3 separate regions of the Mus musculus genome follow, and regions 1 and 2 are each linked to region 3. The links are chromatin contacts, called in public Hi-C maps. All regions are on one chromosome and are shown on one strand. The core of a region is the stretch at or near the end of the contact, and the rest is flanking DNA. Distances in the headings are between cores, read along the strand shown.

What was found. Hi-C and Micro-C count contacts between places; a contact is called where the count stands out from the background.
Region 1: a Hi-C map of the N1E-115 cell line shows a contact between it and region 3, with 3 times the contacts expected there. The contact joins two enhancer-like sites. A contact is called at or near these places in 1 of 15 datasets of contacts at CTCF or cohesin (embryonic stem cells), 2 of 484 Hi-C or Micro-C datasets (the N1E-115 cell line and embryonic stem cells), 1 of 115 datasets of contacts at active chromatin or transcription factors (embryonic stem cells) and 2 of 9 other capture datasets (embryonic stem cells and pancreatic islet).
Region 2: a Hi-C map of the N1E-115 cell line shows a contact between it and region 3, with 6 times the contacts expected there. The contact joins two enhancer-like sites. A contact is called at or near these places in 2 of 39 promoter capture datasets (embryonic stem cells and stem cell-derived epiblast-like cells), 4 of 484 Hi-C or Micro-C datasets (the N1E-115 cell line, embryonic limb bud, embryonic stem cells and 1 more), 4 of 115 datasets of contacts at active chromatin or transcription factors (craniofacial prominence, embryonic limb bud and embryonic stem cells) and 1 of 9 other capture datasets (embryonic stem cells).

The regions. Positions count from the first base shown.
Region 1 is chr13:55,671,849-55,674,548 of GRCm38.p6, reverse strand. Ddx46 (DEAD box helicase 46) reads right to left here. Exons shown (of 23, transcript NM_001282055.1): 19 at 432-608. Among named protein-coding and RNA genes, the nearest start is that of B230219D22Rik, 20 kb to the left of the region's middle. Within about 2 kb of position 1,383, at least 13 of the 459 cell types and tissues checked have an H3K27ac peak or open chromatin away from gene starts, as enhancers often do. A contact at or near this core is called in the N1E-115 cell line, where this site is marked.
Region 2 is chr13:55,846,758-55,849,457 of GRCm38.p6, reverse strand. No RefSeq gene overlaps it. Among named protein-coding and RNA genes, the nearest start is that of Pitx1, 17 kb to the right of the region's middle. Within about 2 kb of position 1,422, at least 24 of the 459 cell types and tissues checked have an H3K27ac peak or open chromatin away from gene starts, as enhancers often do. A contact at or near this core is called in the N1E-115 cell line, where this site is marked.
Region 3 is chr13:55,753,172-55,755,871 of GRCm38.p6, reverse strand. The region is part of intron 2 of Pcbd2 (pterin 4 alpha carbinolamine dehydratase/dimerization cofactor of hepatocyte nuclear factor 1 alpha (TCF1) 2); the gene reads right to left. Among named protein-coding and RNA genes, the nearest start is that of Pcbd2, 27 kb to the right of the region's middle. Within about 2 kb of position 1,356, at least 16 of the 459 cell types and tissues checked have an H3K27ac peak or open chromatin away from gene starts, as enhancers often do. A contact at or near this core is called in the N1E-115 cell line, where this site is marked.

The DNA of each region.
Region 1 (2,700 bases), core at 134-2,633, 81 kb after region 3:
GAAAGGATCTACATTGAAATAGTGTCTGGCCGGGTGTGGTGGCGCACGCCTTTAATCCCAGCACTTGGGAGTTAGAGAGAGACAGATTTCTGAGTTTGAGGCCAGCCTGGTCTACAAAGTGAGTTCCAGGATAGCCAGGGCTACACAGAGAAACCCTGTCTCAAAAAAAAAAACCAAAAAACAAAAACAAAAAAAACAACCAAACAAAAAAGAAAGCAGTGTCTGAAGCACACTTTCACACAGGACACTTGTAAACTTGGTGTGTAGGAAGTAGACAGGAGGATAAGCAGTTCACAGTCCCCCGTGGCTACCCAGAGAATGCAAGGCCAGCCTAGGCTGTGAGAAACCCTGCTTTTTAAAAAAGAAAAAGACTCTTTCCATTTCTGGATCTTCACGGCAACAGCAGCAATGGCTCGGAACAAATTACTTAATACCTGAGACTCGATGCCCAGGTTCTTCTGAGCGTTGATTCTGAGAGCCAATCTCTTGGCGATTTCTAGCTTCTCAGCATTGCCTGCAGTGGGCGCGGGCACGCTGGATGTGCCGGGTGCAGCCATGTCCTTTACTCTCTTCTTTGAATTAAACATGCTTTCAATCTGTTCATCAATCTAGGACAGGAGAGAAAAACAAATCAAGGATTAGTAAACACCGCATTAGAAATACTAACCGAGGGCTGGCGAGATGGCTCAGTGGGTAAGAGCACCCAACTACTCTTCCAGAGGTCCTGAGTTCAAATCCCAGCAACCACATGGTGGCTTACAACCACCCGTAACAAGATCTGACACCCTCTTCTGTGGTGTCTGAGGACGGCTACAGTGTACTTACATATAATAATTTATAATAAATATATAAATAATAATATTTAAAAAAAAAGAAATACTAACTGAGCTGGGCGGTGGTGGCGCACGCCTTTAATCCCAGCACTTGGGAGGCAGAGGCAGGCAAATTTCTGAGTTTGAGGCCAGCCTGGTCTACAGAGTGAGTTCCAGGACAGCAAGGGCTGGGCTACACAGAGAAACCCTGTCTCGGAAAACAAAACAAATTTTTTTTGTACATTGTATTTATGTGAGTTTTGAGGGCTTATATGTCTGTGCACCATGCCTGGTGTATTTCACATGGTTGGGGCCTGACGAGGTCAGAAGAGGACGTAGGATCCCCAGGGACCATGATTAGTGATGCTTGTGAGCCACCATGTGGATGCTGGGATTAACCCGGGCCCTCTGGAAGAGCAGTAAGTGCTTTAAACCAGTCACCTCTGCAGCCCAGATCTTGACCTTTGACTCTCCTGCCCCGTCTTCCAAGTGCAGGGGCTACCGGGGATACAGGCTTGCATCACCGCACTCAGTTCACTGCTAGAGATCAGACCAGCAACCACTCTACCAACTGAGCCACATCCCTGGCCTATTTTTTTGAATGAAGAAAAATGGGTTGATGTAGTGGCATGTACTTCTAATCCCAGCACTCCAGAGACTGGGACAGGAGGATCACCAGTTGGGAGGCCAGGGCAGGCTACGTAACAACTCCCAGTCCAACAAATAAACAAAGACAGGGATAAGGAAATGAAGACTGGCTTCCCTATGAGCAAGAGCAACAGTGAAGCCTTCAATTCTCAGAAGTCATGCGAACCATAGATACTTAGCTATACTCTCACCAAAACAGGAAACGACAGATCGCTTGCTATTGATGTGTGGGTGTGTGCGTCTCAAAGGACACATGGTGGAGCTGGCTTTTCCTCCCATCCTTACATGGGTTCTGGGGAGAGAACTCAAAAGTGGCCAGGGTTACATGGCAAGCGCCTTCTCCAAGTCATCTCTCCAGCTTCCACATCTTTTGTTTTGTTTGTTTGTTTTTGTTTTTTGAGACAGGGTTTATCTGTATAGCCCTGGCTGTTCTGGAACTCACTTTGTAGACCAGGCTGGCCTCGAACTCAGAATCTGCCTGCCTCTGCCTCCTGAGTGCTGGGATTAAAGGCGTGCACCACCACGCCTGGCACGTCTTTTGTTTTAAAGGATGTCTTTCAACAGGGCTTGGTGAGGTGGCTCAGAGGGGTGAAGGCACTTGCCATGAAACCTGGTGATCTAGCAGGGCCGTGGTGGTGCATGCCTTTAATCCCAGCACTCAGAAGGCAGACAGGGCTACATAGAGAAACCTTGTCTTGAAAACAAAAACAAAACAAAACCAAACCAAACCAAAAAAAAAAAAAAAAAACCAAAACCAAAACCAAAAAAACCCCCACCAAACAAACAAACAAAAAAGAAACCTGGTGACCTGAGCCTGAGCTCCAGGATCTACAGGAAAGGAGAGAACTGAGTCAACCACACTGTTTTCCGACTTTCGCATACATGCCACGGTGCGCGCACGCATACACACGCACGCACACACGCACGCACACACCCCATCAAGTTAATAGAACAGAACTACAAAAACACAAAGGACAAAACAAAAACCAGCTTTGCCCACAATGAGCTGAGGCACCATGACGGAGGTCGCAGAGCTGCCCTCTTCAGAGCAGCTCAGATGTTGTGGCTGTCTTCTCCAATGAAATGGTCTGCATTTAGCTTCTTTTTTTTTTGGTTTTTCAAGACAGGGTTTCTCTGTGTAGCGCTGGCTGTCCTGGAACTCACTCTGTAGAACAGGCTGGCCTCGAACTCAAGAGATCCCTCTGCCTCTGCCTCCCCAGTGCTGGGATTAAAGGAGTGT
Region 2 (2,700 bases), core at 173-2,672, 94 kb before region 3:
GAGTCATGGTTCCTTCTCCATGAACTAGCTCAGCACACAGGAAAGACAAGCAACAATTGTGTCCCAGGACCCAGGGACTCAGGGTGACTCCCACTCCAGGGTCTGTGGGCCTTAACTGTGGGTCAAAGTGAAATACCCGGATCAACACGTGCAAACCTTCCCCAAAGGACCTCTCCCCTCCTCTCTCCCTTGCATGCCCCTCCTCCCACTCACTCTATTGTACATGTCCCCAGGAAGCAATCCCCTTAGAAGGGACTAACCATCCCCAGCAAGGTTAACTGGTATCCCAAATGCTAACACCAGCCCCGAGCTAGCGTCCCATAAAGCAACTTGCTCCCAACGGAATTGCCTCTGCATTTCCCAGCAGAGCAGCTCAGCTCAGTGTAAATAGGCTGTCTCAGGGCTCACTACGTCACCTCACTCTGGCAAGTTATGGATGGCACTACAGAATCGCCGTCATAAATACAGCCCCTCGGTTAAACAAAGCCGACAGCTTTGTGCCAATAACCTTTGAACCACTCAAGCCCAGTGTCAATTGTATTTGTCTTTGAGCTGAGGTTTACTCTAGACTGTTTGCTAAATCAGGGCTCATCTGCGGAGATAATTCAAATATATTACAGGCAGCAGGCAGACAGGAGGCCCTCCCCCACATGACCTCAGTCTGGGTCTCTGCCACAGCAGCCTATACGGCAAGTTAGACTAGGAAAGGGCAAGGAGAGCAAGAAGGGATGTTGGAGCCTGGATGAGAACAGGGGCTCCTCCGCCGCTCTGGCATCCTCACAGAGCCTGTTTCTCCCGGAGGAGTCCAGGGCTGTCTTCCTGGAACACAGGGAATCCATGCTCAGAAAGTTGTTTGCACATACGATCAGACCCTAGAATGAAATCAGCTTTGCACATGGAAACCTTGCAAGGATAGAAGTCTAGACGAAGCCCCTAGCCTGTGTGGACAAGAACCTCCAAGTCCTTCTGGGGCAAGAAGGAAGACTGAACAACACTTTTATGTGGGGACAGGGCAGACAAACATGCGGAACAAAAGCCAGGCAAGAAAGAGGAGAGCACTCTGGTCAAACCAGCTGCAGTTGCTACTGCCCAGGAAGACTGGCTAGTTTGTACCCCGTGCCGGCTATAGAACTGGCCCTGGGCTGAGGCCAAGAAAACAGAACTCAGGCGAGGCTCCTTCCTCGGTCATTCCCAGTTTGGCCCACTCGCCTTCTGAATCTGGAGCCCTCTCGGCCCTGCCTTCCTCTCCTACCCCTCACCATTTGAGGGGCTCTGTCCAATGCCGCGCCCCTGGCAGGAGCCCAGCCACCACCACCCCTCCCATCACCGGAAGTGGAATCGAAGCCAGGGAAGTACCTTGCTCTGCTTCATCTCCTGATAGTGAAGCTACAGGCTTGACAGGTCAGGAGGTGAGGGCGGGGGATCAGGGTGTTGAGGGCTGTGTTTAGATTATGTCCCATGAGCCTCTTTGAAACTCAACAAGGAACAGGCTGAGAAGAGTGGGCGGGGCAACGAGTGAATTCAGCTGTATCATGGTCAACAGAGGCCGAGCAGCTGTGTGCCCTCTGGCTGTCATGGGCAGCCTTCTGTCCCTTCTATCGGTAAAACATCCATCTCTTGCTCGGCCTAAAGATCCAGTAAGATCTTGAAGTGTGCTTGCCTGCAGAAAGAACTGCTGCTGCCCTTGAGATTAGAGGCTGGCTGTCTTTTATCCAACAAGGAAGAGAGAGCCAAGAGAGCACTCCAGGTTCCATGCCTGCTTCCTCGCAGAACCCTGTCGCCTGGAATCATGGGATAAGAGTTTTATACAATGTAACAGCTCTGCTTGCAGTCCACTCCATATGGAAACTCTGGACGCGCATGTGAGTTAAGCCATGAGGCCAGCTCCACCCTCTACCTCCATCAGTACATCAGAAATTTGGGGAGGCCCTAGGCAGGACCAGAGTCTAAGAGTTTGCTCTCACTTACCTTGAGGAGACTCACCCCTCCTTGGGATGTGGAGATGTGAGAAACCGCTTCATCTCTTCTAGCACCTGGGAGGAGGGAGACAGACAGAGGTCGCTAGGGTTCGGTGCCTGGAGCATCTCTCTGCCATCTCTACACCTAACAGGAGCAGCAGAAAGCAGCAGCAACGCCTGGGCTGAGCAGGGGGAGACAGCGGACATTTATAAATGACCCTCTTAGCTGTTTACAAGACACCTTCTGAAAGAAAGCAGAGGAGGAGAAATAAACTTGAAGTAGGGACCCTGGCGGGAGTCTGCGATGCGCTTTGATAAGCCAGCTGCACCAGCATTTCTTCCCCAGATTTTATGGCCAACTTTACAGCCCTGTGTTTGGGACTCTTTATCAGGGGCCGGAAGGGGGGAGCAAGCAAGATCCCAGACAAGAAGCCTTCCCCCAACAACTTCTCCAGCAGATACAACCTCATCTGGAGATCAAGATAGCCTGTGTCCCCTCCAGTCCCGGCAGTTGTGTCCCTGTCTCCCCCACCCCCAACATCCAGATCTGGGGTAGACAAGACATTCCTCAGTGTGGCAGTAAACAGGCAGATCCCGGCCCTCTCGGGAAACCTTAACGGGAGAGGAGTCATGAGAAGTCAAAAGCAGAGCCCATTCCATTAAGACGTGGATGCCTTGTCCCAGAACCCCCTAAAGGCAGGCAGGGTGTCTCAGGGACCCCAGCCTAGCTCAGTGCTCACAT
Region 3 (2,700 bases), core at 107-2,606:
AGGCCTTACTTTATTAAAACGCTTAAAAAATTAAAGTTAAATAGATTTTGGGAGTGCAATGGCTTTCTTTTGCCACTTGTAACTTTATGAGTTAGTAATAAATGAGCCCAGCTACGTCAAAACAAATGGGAAACAGTTTAGGTTATAATACAGTATTTTAGAACCTGGCAATAAATCCCTTTAATGGTATTCTAAATGTATACATATATATTTAAAGTAATTAAAATTTCTCAAGCTCTCAGACACCATTCAAGTATTTCGGACTTCATCGCCTTCCAACTCCATTCTGTCCCTTCTGCCGTCACCACCTCCGTGCCAGCCTCCCAGGCTCGGTTCTCACTAAACCAAGTCAAAGACCGAGTCACACTCTTAGCCTAACTCAGTCCCCAAAGGATCCCATGCAGGGTACAAGCTGCCAAGGAAAGACTTTCTCTAGAACCCTGTGCAGGGAATGTGACGTGCAGGGAAATGCGAACAGGCCCGCTGAGCCCACATCACAGGCAGATAGAAAACAGAGTTGGCAGAGAAAGCTCCTTGTGTCTCTGCAGCCATTTTGTAGTAAGAAAAGGACAGTTCTGAAAACAGGGAGCCAGGAGATCCTGAGCTAGGGAATGCTGGCCTCACTTCCAGCTAGGACAGCCTGAGCAAGGGGATGCTGGCCTCACTTCCGGTACCCAAGCTCACAGCCACAGTGTGAGAACTGGAAACACAGGGTCCAAAAATGGCTGAAAGGCCGTGTTTCAGAGGCACAGAGAGGAAGGCATGGCAGGCCAAGAACCAAACCCTCACTCCACATCCACAACGCTAAAACATTTCCTCACGCAGAAACAGAATCGCCACTGACAATTTTTGGAAACAGTAATTGTGTCCTGGGTCCCAGCTGGATAATTCTGTTCTACACCAAAAATAAGTCCTGTTCACAGCCCCCCAACTCTCCAAACTGCCTCGCACCACTATCAGGACACAGCTTCCTCCCAGCCCCAATAAATGAAAGGCAGAAACCGGCAGAAGAAAGAGGATTAAATAACATAGGTAAGGTTGCTTGCCGCTTTATGAAAGACAAATGACTTGCACTCACATCCCACTGATAACTAGGGAGGCTGCCAGCGGCTCTCAGACAGATGTAACATTTTAACAAATGTGATTGTTTGTGAACGAAATAATTCTGATCAAAAACTTAATTGCAGTCAAAGCGAGTCCTGGGCTGTGTCACTGTAATCCGTTGTGACAGGAAGCAATGAGTGGAGATCCTACTGTGAGCGGGGCACATGTGAAAGGTCAGCACTGGCCTGGAACTTCAAAACCGTTAGCGTGTAAAACAGTGTGCATTAGAGCCCGGAACGGCTACCCACTGGATTAGCGGATGTCCGCTGTGCGGGTCTCATGTGCTTTTTGGCAGGTAAGAGTTAATTGGTAAGTAGGCAACGTATTGTAACTTCCTTTTTTCCCTCTTCCTCAAATTTACCCTAGAAACAATTCTTTATAGCTCTACAATACTGCAATATTCCATTGGTAGTACGGTCTCAGGAGAACAAAGTAACGTTTCTTAAATAAAATTCATCTTTAATGATTTACTGAATACTGGCTGTATTTGACAAATAAATGTGTGTGGATAGAATGAATGAAAATTTTCTTTTGTAACATGGATATATACAGACTTATACATAAGTGTGTGTGTGTGTGTGTGTGTGTGTGTGTGTGTGCATGTATTTGTTTAGTCAACTGTGACAGCCAATTTTTTTCCAAGTAAGGATTTCATTAGAGGAAAATATATACTTTGCTCATATACAATAATCCTAAAAGCCAATTATATGACAGAATTTTGCATGGCTTAAAACAAAATTCTAAATAAAAATGCAGTTAATACCACAGTTTTCATTTCCAACATGGGATGTTATTTATGAAAGAACCAAGCTAAATATTACCTTATAAGTCAATGCACGCACAAAATACTCTGCGACTATCCAGCACTGTAAGCTGATCTATTTAACTTTAAATTATAGTCATTTTCCAACATCTAAACTACTTAAGGTAATACAACATTAACTCATGGTAAAGGCAGTTACTGGGCATCGCAATGATTATTTTAAAATTTACTCCATTTCTGTGTTGTGTGGAAATAAACGTCCACTTTAAAAAATAATCAATTCTTCTAAAGCTTTATTTCTGTTCTCAAAACCAGCCTTCTAAAGAAATACCTTGGGCCACTGGACAGATATAGTGCCTGGGCACTTTGTATGGCTGGGAAGGGACTTCTTCAGTGACTTCGGAGTTCCTGCCCCCCAGCAGAACATCAAATGGAATCTTGGGGATAGACATAGATTTGCTTCCAACTGTGACAGACAACTAAAAAGAAGATGGGAACTGGACAGAGAGGCAGGCCATGGTCTCGCTCGTGTCTGCTTTCAGTATAAAGTGTGAAAACTTAGGTGGATTTGAAAATGCCAGTGTCTACTCCCACCCCCAACTGTTCCTGCAAGTCAGAGATGCCCACGGTTACCATCACTGCTCTGTGTCTCTCAGGCATCTCCAGGCTCCCAGTCCTGGATCCCAGTGGCCGCCCCTCAAGGCCAGTGACGCAGAGTCCACAGAGGAAAAAGAGCCCAGAAAAGAAGCAGGCCGAAAGGACAAAACAAGGCTGTCTCAGAGTTACCCATTTTTTCCACCAATAGCCACATGGAAAAACAACCTACAGCACCC